Linked DNA regions of Oryctolagus cuniculus: region 1 is linked to region 2. Evidence: chromatin contacts called from public Hi-C data. All regions are on one chromosome and are shown on one strand. Each heading gives the region's core, a stretch centred on a gene start, on an enhancer-like site or on the middle of the called end of the contact. The rest is flanking DNA. Distances are from core to core; before and after follow the strand shown. Region 1 holds the start of FRS2 (fibroblast growth factor receptor substrate 2). Region 2 has its middle 42 kb from the start of YEATS4.

The links. A called contact is a pair of places that touch in the nucleus more often than the background predicts.
Region 1: a contact with region 2 is called in a Hi-C map of psoas muscle, with 1.9 times the contacts expected there. The contact joins the promoter of FRS2 here to the enhancer-like site in region 2. A contact is called at or near these places in 2 of 6 Hi-C or Micro-C datasets (ear pinna and psoas muscle).

What each region holds. Positions count from the first base shown.
Region 1 is chr11:72,012,742-72,018,699 of mOryCun1.1, forward strand. FRS2 (fibroblast growth factor receptor substrate 2) reads left to right here and starts at 1,622. Exons shown (of 10, transcript XM_051845655.2): 1 at 1,622-1,785.
Region 2 is chr11:71,950,210-71,956,082 of mOryCun1.1, forward strand. No RefSeq gene overlaps it. Among named protein-coding and RNA genes, the nearest start is that of YEATS4, 42 kb to the left of the region's middle. Within about 2 kb of position 3,617, at least 2 of the 8 cell types and tissues checked have an H3K27ac peak or open chromatin away from gene starts, as enhancers often do.

The DNA.
Region 1 (5,958 bases), core at 372-2,871, 61 kb after region 2:
AAAGGCTGCTTGCATTTGGGTATTATGGAAGTATTTGCAAACACTTTGGTATTCACAAAAAATAAATTAGCATTTGCAACAAGCCAATACCAGATACATTATTTGTATCTTAAATTCCTAAGAAGGGATGTTCAACTCTTTCCATTTCCCCTGCTTTTTTTCATAGGAAATTTATTTTTATTTATTTATTTATTTATTTTATTTGAGAGGTAGAGTTACAGACACAGAGAGGGAGAGAGAGAGAAACAGGTCTTCCATCTTCTGGTTCACTCCTCAAACGGCCAAGACAGCCGATCGAAGCCACGAGCTAGGGGCTTACTGTGGGTCTCCCACGCGGGTGCAGGGGCCCAAGCACCTGGGCCATCTTCCACTGTTCCCCCAGGCCATCAGCAGGCAGCTGGTTAGGAAGTGGAGCCCCCGGGACTGGAACTGGCACTCACATGGTGATGTCGTTGCTGGAGGCAGAGGCTTAGCCCACTACACCAGAGCCCCCGCCCTTCATAGGAAGTTTTTGAAAAGCGTCCCCCACTGTATGAAGAGACATCAGTGGGTTTGTTTTGCAGATAGTGTGCACGCTAAGAGGCCCCCCTCCACCCTTGCCCCTTTATCTGCCCTCAGACATTTGAGGTCTTTCCAGAGTCGGGCACCTTTCCTGGCCCGTCACGTGACTCTGGGTCCTCAGCCCGTCTTGGCTCAGAGCCTCGCAAGTATCCAGGCTGGCCTACCTGGTGAAAATTTGTACTCTTTGTTTCCTTCACCAGCCCTTCTATGGCCCATCGCGGGTGAGGTAGAACAGTTGACTTTTACTTCGTGTCAGATACTGAACTGTTCTGCATGCACTATCAATCTGATACGGTAATTCAGGGATGATGGATTATACATACATACATAAACAACAAGGCAACTGAGGGTTAGGTTAAGGGACTTGCCAGGGAGGAAAACTGAAAGCGAGTAAGATCCAGGCAGGGAGACTCCAGGACTGCCCCACCTCTTGGCCTTTGTTGCCAGTGGCAAGCGACGACAGAATTGATATAGATCTATATAATTTAGTTTCTGTCCTTCAAGAGCTTAAAAATCCTGTTAGGGTTAGAGGAGAGTTATAGACACAGCGCGACTTAAAATAAAACCAAGAGGCAGCATTTGTGGTATTGGGTTTGGTATCTTCGCCTCCTCTGCCAAGATGTAAATAGCACCAACCTCGAGAGGCTGGCGGAGCGCACGCACCAGAACCGCTGGGTACAGTGCCCACCGCGTAGTAAGCGGCCCACCGATGCCAACGACCTCTGTTTGTAAGGCAGGCAGGTGGGAGTGAACGCTGGCGAGGCGACGGGCCAGGTGTGTGGGTGCGCAGCACTTTTGCACCGCAACTTTCCAAGCCTCAGCTTTCGTTCTGCGAAACTACGGCCTGGAGCACAACCACCCCTAAGCGCAGTGAGAAAGTAAAGGCTGCAACCTCACCCCCAGGAGCCCAGCAGCCGCGGGGCCGAAAGGGTTAGCCCAGGGCCCGGGGGCGGCTTTGCGGGCGCCGGCGGGAGAGGCCCCGCCCCGGCCCGGCCCGCCCAGGAGGCCCTGGCAGCTCCAGCCCGCGAGCAGTTCCGGTGCCAAAACCCTTCCCTCCCCCGCTCCCCCGGAAGTGCTTTTCTAGGATTCGGGCCGGAGAGAGGCCTTGTAGGCACAGCCGCTGGGGCTCGATCGGGTCCGAGTACGGGCTCCTCCCGGGTTTGGAGTGCGGGAGTCCGCTCCCGCCGACCCGCGTCCTGCCCGTGGCCAGCAGCGGGGCCGATGGTGAGTGGCCGCGGGAAGGGACTGGGGCGGCCGCGAGCCCGCGTCGGAGCTAGCGCTCTGGGGGCCCCCGCTGCCCGCTCCGGGACTCGGGGCTCCGGACTGTGGGCTCGGCTGTCGGGGTCCGGGAAAGGGTGTTGTCGACCGCCGCGGTCACAGCCCAGCCCGGGGGTGCGGGGGGCGGGAAGAAGCGGGTTGCGGGGCCCTGGGGTGGGCGGGGCGGAGCCTAGGAGGGGGGTTCCCGGAGCTGTTGTTGCTGTTGGGACTCGGGAATCGGGATGGGCTGGGCCTCTGTCCGTCCGCCCCCCTCGCTTCTGCTCCCCCAAATCTCGCCGCCTCCCGGGTGTGAGTTTCTGTGTCTGATTTGGGGCGATAGACTTGGACCCTAGACCCGATCCTGGGCTCCAGTGCCTGACTTTTTCCTCTTTTGGGTCTGCCGCCGGGCTCAAGAATTAGCCCGGGTCCCAGGGGTGCCGCCGCTTCGGTCCCAGGGTGGGGCGCTGCTGGTGTAGATGCCGAAGATCTTCTGCAAGGCTTTTCGTCCATGCCCACTTCGGGGTTGTCCTGGATGGATTTGGACTGCGCTCGGCATCGGTTCGGGAGACGTAGGTTCCCGTGGCGCCAGTGCCTTGCATGTTCCTTTCTCGCTTGAAAGCTTGTTGAAGCTTGTTGTGGAAGTCACTTCAAAACAAAAAACAACTTGCCTGACGAAAACAGCGAGTTCAGATAATTTCGCCTAGCGTCTTGCTGACGTCAGAAAATGATGGTGTTCTTTAAAGTGCGCTCGGGAGTCAGAGTTGCGTTGAGTTCAGTCAAGAGGTTTATCGCACGAACCGATTGCAGAGGCTGGGAGAGTTATTAAGTCCCCTTCCTTCCAAAGTTTGCTTCCCTTTCTGTTTGGAACTGTCATGCTCCTTAACTTTCAAAGAGAAGCCGCGCTTGATTTCTCCGGAAAGGCTCCCGGTACCGTTACAGCTGTTGCTGCAATGCAGGGGTTCACACAGGTGGGCAGAGGAGTTTTGTTTGCTTAAACTTACATCGTGAAGTGTTTGCCTCGCTAACTTGAGAGTTTCCTGGAGAAGAGGATGATGTAGGGAGTTACTTCTAGGAAGCAGGTTTTGAGGTACTAAACTGAAGGAAGGTTTGTGGGAAATACGGGTTTTCTATATTTGATTTTTTTTTTAGTATGGCCATAAGGGAATGCAGTGAAGACGGATTATGACTGTGAGCGGTTGACAACTGTGTTTGCAGTGTGAAGTATACACGGAAGTCACTTTGATGCAGCGCGTGGCCCTCTCTGCACCTCTCGTGTTGTGCTTCTATTAGGACTTATACTGTAGTTTTTTGGGTGCTGATGTCATTCTCTCTCCTCCCACCGCCGGCAGGGGAGGGAAGTAATATCATGAATTAGGGAAAATAGACTGAAGTGACAAGTTCAGTGAGCTCTCTTATGCAAAGGAAAATTTATTTCGGCAGTGTTGATCTTGAGCAAGCAAACGGTGGCTGATTTTAAAAGTCCCTGGAAAAAATTGTAGAGATGAGTTGCACAACTTTAAGATTGATATGCGAACTGTAGATCCTTAGGCATTTGAAGCGCTTGATTGTTTAGAACATAAGGTTGGATGATTGTAATTGAGAGAATCTGGAAAAGAATCAAGTTAGATTTGCGTATGGGTCTGCACTACAGGTATGTATTTAATGCGTTTGAAGAAAAATATTTCAAGAGTTGTTAAGAGCAGAAAAAGAAGATTGGGGAAAATCGCCTTATTTGACACATTGCAAATTTTATATTACTCCGGTCAGTTCAACAAATGCTGAACATTTGCTGTGGGCCGAGATGTGTTAAGCAGCTGTGGGCAGTCTTAGCCACAAGGCCGAGAAGCGATGTGTTAAGCAACTATGCAGGAGCAAATAAAGATAGAGCTGTACAACTAAGACTCATGTTTTGGCAGTAATTTTCTGAGGTGTGCCTGAAATCCTCAAGAGTTGAATTATATTGTTTAGGCATTACTGATCTTCCCCCCCCCCCCCCCCCCCATTGTTGGGACTTAACATCAGAGGTAGGTGTTGAGAGCCTCGTGAAAAGCACAGTGTTCTGCTTAACTTAAGGCTGGGAAGATCCCGTCTTTGGTCTTTAGGACTTGGAAATCTAGTTGGGGTGTAAGATATTTGCATAGAAATTTACAACATAAAGGAATACATGTAAATACTACCTCGGTGGTTTGATCTAAAGTTTGGAGTTGTGTAAAAGGAAAAGGGGCTCATTTTTAGTTTAAGTAACTGTAGGAAGTAGGAGATAAATATTTACAAGGATAACTCTGCAACTCTTGTTTATTGGCCATTTACGGAGCAGCAGGCTATATGCTAGTGCAACAACCTGTTAGCCATCTTTCTTAATAATGAAGATGCTGAGGCTCAAATATGTAAAGTAACCTGCTGGGGGCTTTGTGGCTGGCAGGTAACAGTCCTCAGTTGAATTTGTATCTGTCTGGTGCCAAAGCCTGTGCCTCTCCACAACCTGGCACTGTATCCTCATACACTGGCAACCCAAGTTCGTTGTTTTCTGAGACAAAGGTTTTGAGCTTGGGATTAGGCGGGTGAAGATGACGTTTCAAATAAAGAGATTGTGGCTAGAAGACGTGTGGTGTTGGAAAGGTTCCTTATGTATCTAGAGAAGAGTTAGTGGAAGAGGTGGAAAAGGTTTCTTGGGGGAGAAAAAAAGAAAAGAAAGTGTAATCTAAGAAAAAAAAAAGGTGAACTGAAATAGAAGGTTCATTCTGGGGAGTAAGAGATGAGGTTTGAAATTTAAGTTGGGGCTGGATGGGGGACATGTTTGAGTGTCACATTTAGAAGTTTGACATTTGAGAGGTAAGGAGAAGTGACTAAGGTCTAACCGTGTAGTGTGCAGAATGATTTGTTGTGGGCAGTTGACTTTGAATATTATAATATCAACTGGGCAAGGGTAAAGGCAATGGGCTGAGAAAAAAGGCTCGACAGGACTTGGTAATTTTAGTGGGTGGAGGGAGAGAGTGATGGGGAAGGTTTGGAGGACATGGAGATTGAAGGTTGTGCTTTTTAAATGTGGGCGATGTTGACGGTAGTACTGTTACTAGGAGTATGAGGAAGAAGGTGGAGAATGAGGTCAGCTTTGGATGCTGAGTTTTCTGTAGAGTTGCCAAATACAGGGTATGCCCAGAGGCTTTTGGAAATGAAGGTTTGCAGTTCAGCAGAGAGGTTAGGACTAGGCATATGTTAAACATGGGTGTAGGGAAAAATACAAATAGGCGTACTCATTGTAGCTGAATCTGTGTAAGGAGATGAAGGCGCCAAGGGAAAGTGAACAGGGGAAAGAATAAAAACTTTATTTTAGCTGACATCTGATGAAGACAGAAGGAAGAGACACTAAAATTGTTTCAGGCATTGGGTAAAGAATCTGATAGTGTGTATGCTGCTGCCTCCCGTTGCAGATTCAGATGGCATAGAGAGAATCTGATCACTAAACATCCAACAGGGAAATAAAAATTTCTTGTTCCTGCTGGCAAGAATACTGTGCTGACATTACCATACTTGAAGACAGACTATGTCAGACTCATTTGGTCCAGAGTGTCAGACTTGGGTTACTTAAAAGCTGTGTTAGGTTGTTTCTTTTGGACATTTGTTTGGCAAGTGATACATGGGGAGTTGAAAACAAATCTCTGATCCAGCATTCCATTTATTTATGTGTGTGACTTTGATTTTGGCTTGAATATCAAGAACCTCTGAATATTCAAAGATAACGTTTGTGCCTCTTAATAAAACTGGCTATTAATATTACCTTTTCTAGAATCTGGTATGTACTTATTTTTCTTCCAACTCTTTTTTGGTAAGTGCTTTTGATTAACATGTGTAATAATCTGATTATGTTAGAGGGATAGAATAAGACACGTTTTTCCATCATGTATATGAAAGTTACGTGTTTTATTTTAGAAACTGTTTAAGAATGGTAAATTTATGGAATTTCATGTGTTTTTCTGTTTAGATATTTGAATAGGGGGAGCTTGTGTATTAACATGTAGAAGATTTTTATGGATTGCTGAATGAGACTCAGGGTTGTAACTTTTGCTGGCAAGTTTATTATTTTTAGACTGAGTTATCATGGAAGTGTTTATTTCCTCCTTGAGAATTAATACATTGCTT
Region 2 (5,873 bases), core at 2,367-4,866:
GTCTGTCTCTCTCTCTCTCACTAACTCTATCTGTCAAATAAAAAAAAAAAAAATGAACTAAAAGAAAGTGGATCTTGGAATCAGAGAAGCAATAAGAGCCCCAGAAGTAGCTTGCATGATGTGGGGGAGGGGGCAGTAAAAAGTCTCCCTGATCACTTCTCCCCCCTCAATCTAACCCAAATAAATGTGCTATATAAAGCAACCAGCTGGCTAAGCAAATACAGTGTCAAGACAAGTCACCTGCACACATTCCCACCAAATGCTGCCCCAGCCCTTCTCATGTGAAAATCCTGGAGCCACTGTCACAGGCAATCCTGCTCTCCCACTTATGAACTGTGAAGCAACACAAGTTATTTCACATCTACCAGCTACATTTGTCTACACTGTAAAATTAACATGATATTGTTCGTCGTGTAAGATCATCACCACTTTCAACTAAGCCAATGTGTATAAATTGCATTTTTGGCACTTTTGACCATTTGTAAAACTCAAATATATAAACAATGACTGTATATTCTGGTAGAGGGTGCATTTTTATTATTCCACACATTGAACAAATAATTTACTCTTAAGTGATACAGGAATACAAAAAGATTCAGATGTTTGGTTTTACAAGCTCTATCTGCACAGAACTTTCTGTTCAGTTTACTTTAAAATTAGATGGAAAATTTCATGGCATATGATATCTGGGAGTTGGACAGCACTTTTTTTTTTAACAGGAATCAAAATTTATTATTGATGATTAAGGAGCGCAGGAGACTGAAGCCCTCATGAGCAGAGGCCCGCCACTTGTCTAAGGACCACAGTTGGGGATATCTTTGACCCCACAGTCACCCAGGATGAGCCACTTCTCAGCCACCATGTCTTCAAATTCATCCACATTACACTCAGTAAAGCCCCACTTCTTTGAGATGTGGATCTTCTGGCGGCTAGGGAACTTGGACTTGGTCCTGCATAGGGCCTCAACCATGTACGTGGACAATATTTTTTAAAATATTTATTTAGTTAGTTATTTGAAAAGCGGAGTGACAGAATGGGGTGGGGGGAGAGAGGGATGAAGGGAGGGATATCTTTGATCCATTGGTTCACTCGCCAAATACCCACAACAACTAGAGTTGTCCAGGAGCCAGGAACTCCATCCCCGTCTCTCAGATAGGTGACTGGGACTCAAGTACTTGGGCCATCATCTTCTGCCTTCTTGGGTACATCAGCATCAAGAAGCTGGATAAGAAGTGGAGGAGCAGCCAGCGCCTTGGCTCACTTGGCTAATCCTCCACCTGTGGCGCCAGCACCCCGGGTACTAGTCCCGGTTGTTCCTCTTCCAGTCCAGCTCTCTGCTGTGGCTCGGGAGGGCAGTGGAGGATGGCCCAAGTGCTTGGGTCCCTGCACCCGCATGGGAGACCAGAAGGAAGTGCCTGGCTCCTGGTTTTGGATCAGCGTAGTGCCAGCTGCAGTGGCCATTAGGGGAGTGAACCAACGGAAGGAAGACCTTTCTCTCTATCTCTCTCTCACTGTCTATAACTCTCTCTCTCTCTGTCTCTCTCTCTCACTGTCTAACTCTGCTTGGACAAAAAAAAAAAAAAAAAAAAAAAAAAAAAAAAAAAGTGGAAGAGCCAGGACTCCAACTAGCACTCTAGTATGGTATGTGGGCATCCCAAGCAGTGGCTTGACCCTCAGTACTACAATACCTACCCTGGGATGATACTTCTTACATAATAATGAATCACCTAGACTTTCAGGGTGATTGCTGGTTTGGCTGCTAGGAGGTGCCCAGACTTTTAAACCAAACCAATTTGCGAGTGATGTAGTTGAATGCTTATCTATGCTATTGGGATGAATTTGCTCTATTACATGACTTTATTTCTCAGAGTAAACATACCATGCTTTATGGGTTATCAGTAAGGAAGAAAGTCTTCAGCAAAGTATTGTCGTCAGGGCAGACATTTGGCACAGTGGTTAAGACACCACGTGGGATGCCCACATCCCATACTGTGTTGCCGGGGTTTGAGTTCTGGCTCCTCTGCTTCTGATGCCCACTTCTGCTCCTGCACACCCTGGGAGGCAGGAGGTGCTGGCTCAAGTACCTGGGTCCCTACCATTCATATGGGAGACTCAGAGGGAGTTCTAGGTCCTGACTTCAGCCTGGCCCAGCTGGCTATTACAGCCATTTAGAGAGTGAAACAGAGAATGGAAGATCTCTGTCTCTCTGTATGTCTTTCTCTGTCTTTTAAATCAATATAAAAACCTTTATTTTTTTTTTTTAAAAATTGCAGGGTACACATAGGCATTCACGGAATACAGAAATGGAGTTCGGAAGCTGTGGAATCGTCCATGGTGCTCAGCACACAGAAGGAGCAGCCCTTTGGCCTGGAAGCCAGAGACCAAGAAGGCCGCGAGAGAGGAGCAGGGAAGCTTGTTTTCCCAGCTGGCCTCTAACTTAAGCTGTTAAATAGGCACAGCCAGTGTACTCCATGGTTTTTCAACCAGCATTTGGTTACTTTGGAGCTAGTAATAGACCTGGTGACAGGGGCATTGTCAAAGCGAGTATGGATTCAATGGCAAAAATGGCAGAGGAGGGGCTGGTGTTGTGGTACAGTGGGTTAAGTCACTGCAGGTCCTGGCCGTTCTGCTTCCAGTCCAGCTCACTGCTGATGTGCATAGGAAGCAAAAGATGCTCCAGTGCTTGGGCCCCTGAAGCCCATGCGGGAGCTGGGTGTTTCTGGCTCCTAGTTTCATCCTGGCCCAGCCTTGGCTGTTGTGGGCATTTGGGGAGTGAACCAGAAGATGGATGAACTCTCCTTCTCTCTCTCTCTCTCTCTCTCTCTCTCTCTGCATTTTAATTAAATAAAAAGAATAAACAAATTTTTTTGAATGAGAGAGGAGCAGTCTCTGTGCTTAGAATAGGTAACTACAGCTATGAAAGACACGGTTGTGTGTTCGTGGGTGAGGGGAGGTGACCACGTGTGAGATAGAAGCCGAGGGAAAGGCTCGTGCGAGCACAAGGGCCTGGTCAGGTCATCACAGACATCAACACCAGCCCTTGAGGGTGCCATGAGCATTGCCGCCTGAAGGTGGCATCTCTCCCCCTGAAGGGTTCCTAGGGAGAATCAGAAGCCTTGGAACACATTTTTGGAAGGTCAGTTCACATCTGTTTTCTATTTGTCATGTTCTGTCAGCACTTCTGTGAGAACAGAACCATTACACCAGCCGGCAAAGCCAGGGGCGGCTGATCCTGAGGCCTGGCATCTCCCGGGGCCTAAGTCCCTCCTTGGTGGAAGAGGAGTGGAAAATCCTGCTGTGCCTCTGCTTCTATTCTGCTGCTGCCCTGCCACTAACTCTCCTCCTCAGACTGGGCTTCAGAGAGCAAACAGGTACCAAGGATTCAGCCTGGTTAATGAGTGGCTGCACTCCCCCCTCTGCCCCCTGACACACACACTCCCCTTAAAAAACACAACATCAACGCCCACAAACACTGGGGAGGCTTTTTAACCTCGGCTGTGTTTCATTAGCTATTTAGCAAGCAGCACAGGAAAAATGAAATTCCCCTGAATTGCGTACTGCGTACAGTCCTCTAGCTGGGCAACTGGCGTCTGCCCAAGAGCCACACTGCAAAGTGATTGGCCCCAGGGAAAAACCCAGAAGGCACTCACACTCACTGTGGCCTAGCCATGGTTATCAGGACAGTGGGGATTTCCCCAGGGTGCTTATCAGTGGGTGGGGGGCAGTTATCACAGGTAAGGAGAGATGGCCATGGGTTGGGTCAAAGGGCAGCCCAAGAAGCACACTGGGTCACATTCCATGCCCACCTCTTTACAAACCTCCCGGTGCCACCTGGTTACCCAGGCTGGTTTCACCTGGATTTGAGTTTGGAATGACAAGGCAAGGCTGCCAGCTCACATCCCTGTCAGTCGGCGTGTAATCCTCCACCTCCCAGGAGGGCAGTGCCCCAGACTGGCTCAGGCCAAGGATCAGGATCTGGAGTGAATACTCCTGAGTTTCTGGGCAGAGGGAAGGGATGAAGGGCTACTGCCCAGGTGGAAGACTGCCCAGGTGGGAGGCTAAAGCTCCCACAGCGAGAAAACCCATGGCCTGTGTTCTCCTCCAGTCATTCACTGGTGTTTCCAAGCTAGCTTTAAGATAGAGAAATACGTAATATTACTGATCACTATGCAAGGGCCGTGTTTCTAGGGCTGTTTTCTTCCTGGTGTTTCCACACACACAATAGCCACCACTTGTTACTGTGGTCACAGTCCCCCTGTAAATCAGCAGGATGTACGTGATGTTTGCATTCTTGTTGCACACCTCACCAGAAGTGCTTGACAATATTTTTACAATAGGGAAAAAAAGCAATCAAAACGTTTGAAGCCAGCTGTCCCTTAAAAACTAAAGAAAAAAGAAAAAGAAAGAAAGAAGGAAAAAAACCTGCTGATGGAGAGCTCTGCTCTCATGTAAAAAGAGATTTCAGTTCAGATGATCAAATGAAGTAAGTTATATTTAAAGTTGCTGGGTTTTTTGCTTATCTTAGTCAAATAAGGCTGTGTATTTTACAGATGAAATCAAAGGTCATTCTCCTGGCTGAGGCAGATTCTGGGAATTGTCTTATATTAGGGAAGCCATTTTAGCAGTGACTTAAGCTTTGGCAGGTGGCTGTACTACTCAAGTCATGTTCAGTGAATGGAAGAGTTCCAATATCAAAGCTGTTTTTGGTCTGCAAGAACCGTATTGCAATGGGTGTGTGGGTGTGTGTGTGGGTGTGTGTGTATGACATTTTTTACTGGTTTTCTGGTCAGCACCAGATCTTTTTTTTTTTTTTTTTTAAGATTTATATATTTATTTGAAAGGCAGAGTTACAGAGAGGCAGAGAGAGAGAGAGAGAAAGTCTTCCACCTGCTGGTTCACTCCCCAAATGGCTGCAATGGCTGGAGCTGGGAAGATCCGAAGCCAGGAGCCAGGAGCTTCTTCCGGTCTCCCACATGGGTTGACACCAGATCTTGATTATCAACTCTGTATTCCTCTTTTTAAAAATGTCTGCAATGTAAAAATGCTCATCTAAAATAATCACCTGCCAACAAAGTGAAGTAGGCACTGGAGGGAATCAACAACCCAGAAGTAGAGTGACTCAAGTTTTCTCCCTACATACTTAACTTGGTAGAATTCATCCCTCTGTGATAGGGCTAAGCTTTATTTATCTGTTTCATACCAAACTAAAACCTACATAATCTAAATAAACTCGGGTTAATCCTTCAACTGGGGTACCTTATCATCCTCACAATGGCCAATAAGTTATATAAGCATCGCTGGCTTTAGTTTCACTTCAATCATTACCTCTGCTCACCTCTCTGATCAGTCTTCCTTTAATGCCTGATTGAAGTGTCACATCCTCTACACCCTAACTTTTCCACTCTCCATCTCCCCCCATGAGTAAAGTTTCCCTATATTTTCTACATACTTCTATGTTTATCATGCTTTAGTGTCAGTCTCACCAGTCTGAATGAGAACCCCATCAGGACAGGAACTATGCCTCTCCCATGTATGTATGCTAGGACCTGACTCAGTGCCCACTGTTACAGGAAGCTTACACAGAAGCTTGTTGAAGGAAAGAATGGTATGTATTGGATGCTCTGATGGGATAAAAGGTAGAGGAATTAGTCCCTACATAATATAGTGGGCCAAAGAAAATCCAGCTATAAAAGAATGCCAGAATGTCCAAGGGATCTCCAAAAGTTCAGGAAAATAAGCATTGTCTTCTTTTTTTAAAATTTATTTATTTATTTGAAAATCAGATTTATACAGAAAGAGGGAGGGACAAAGAGAGAGATCTTCCATCTGCTGGTTCTCTCCCCAAATGGCTGCAACAGCTAGGGCTGGGCCAG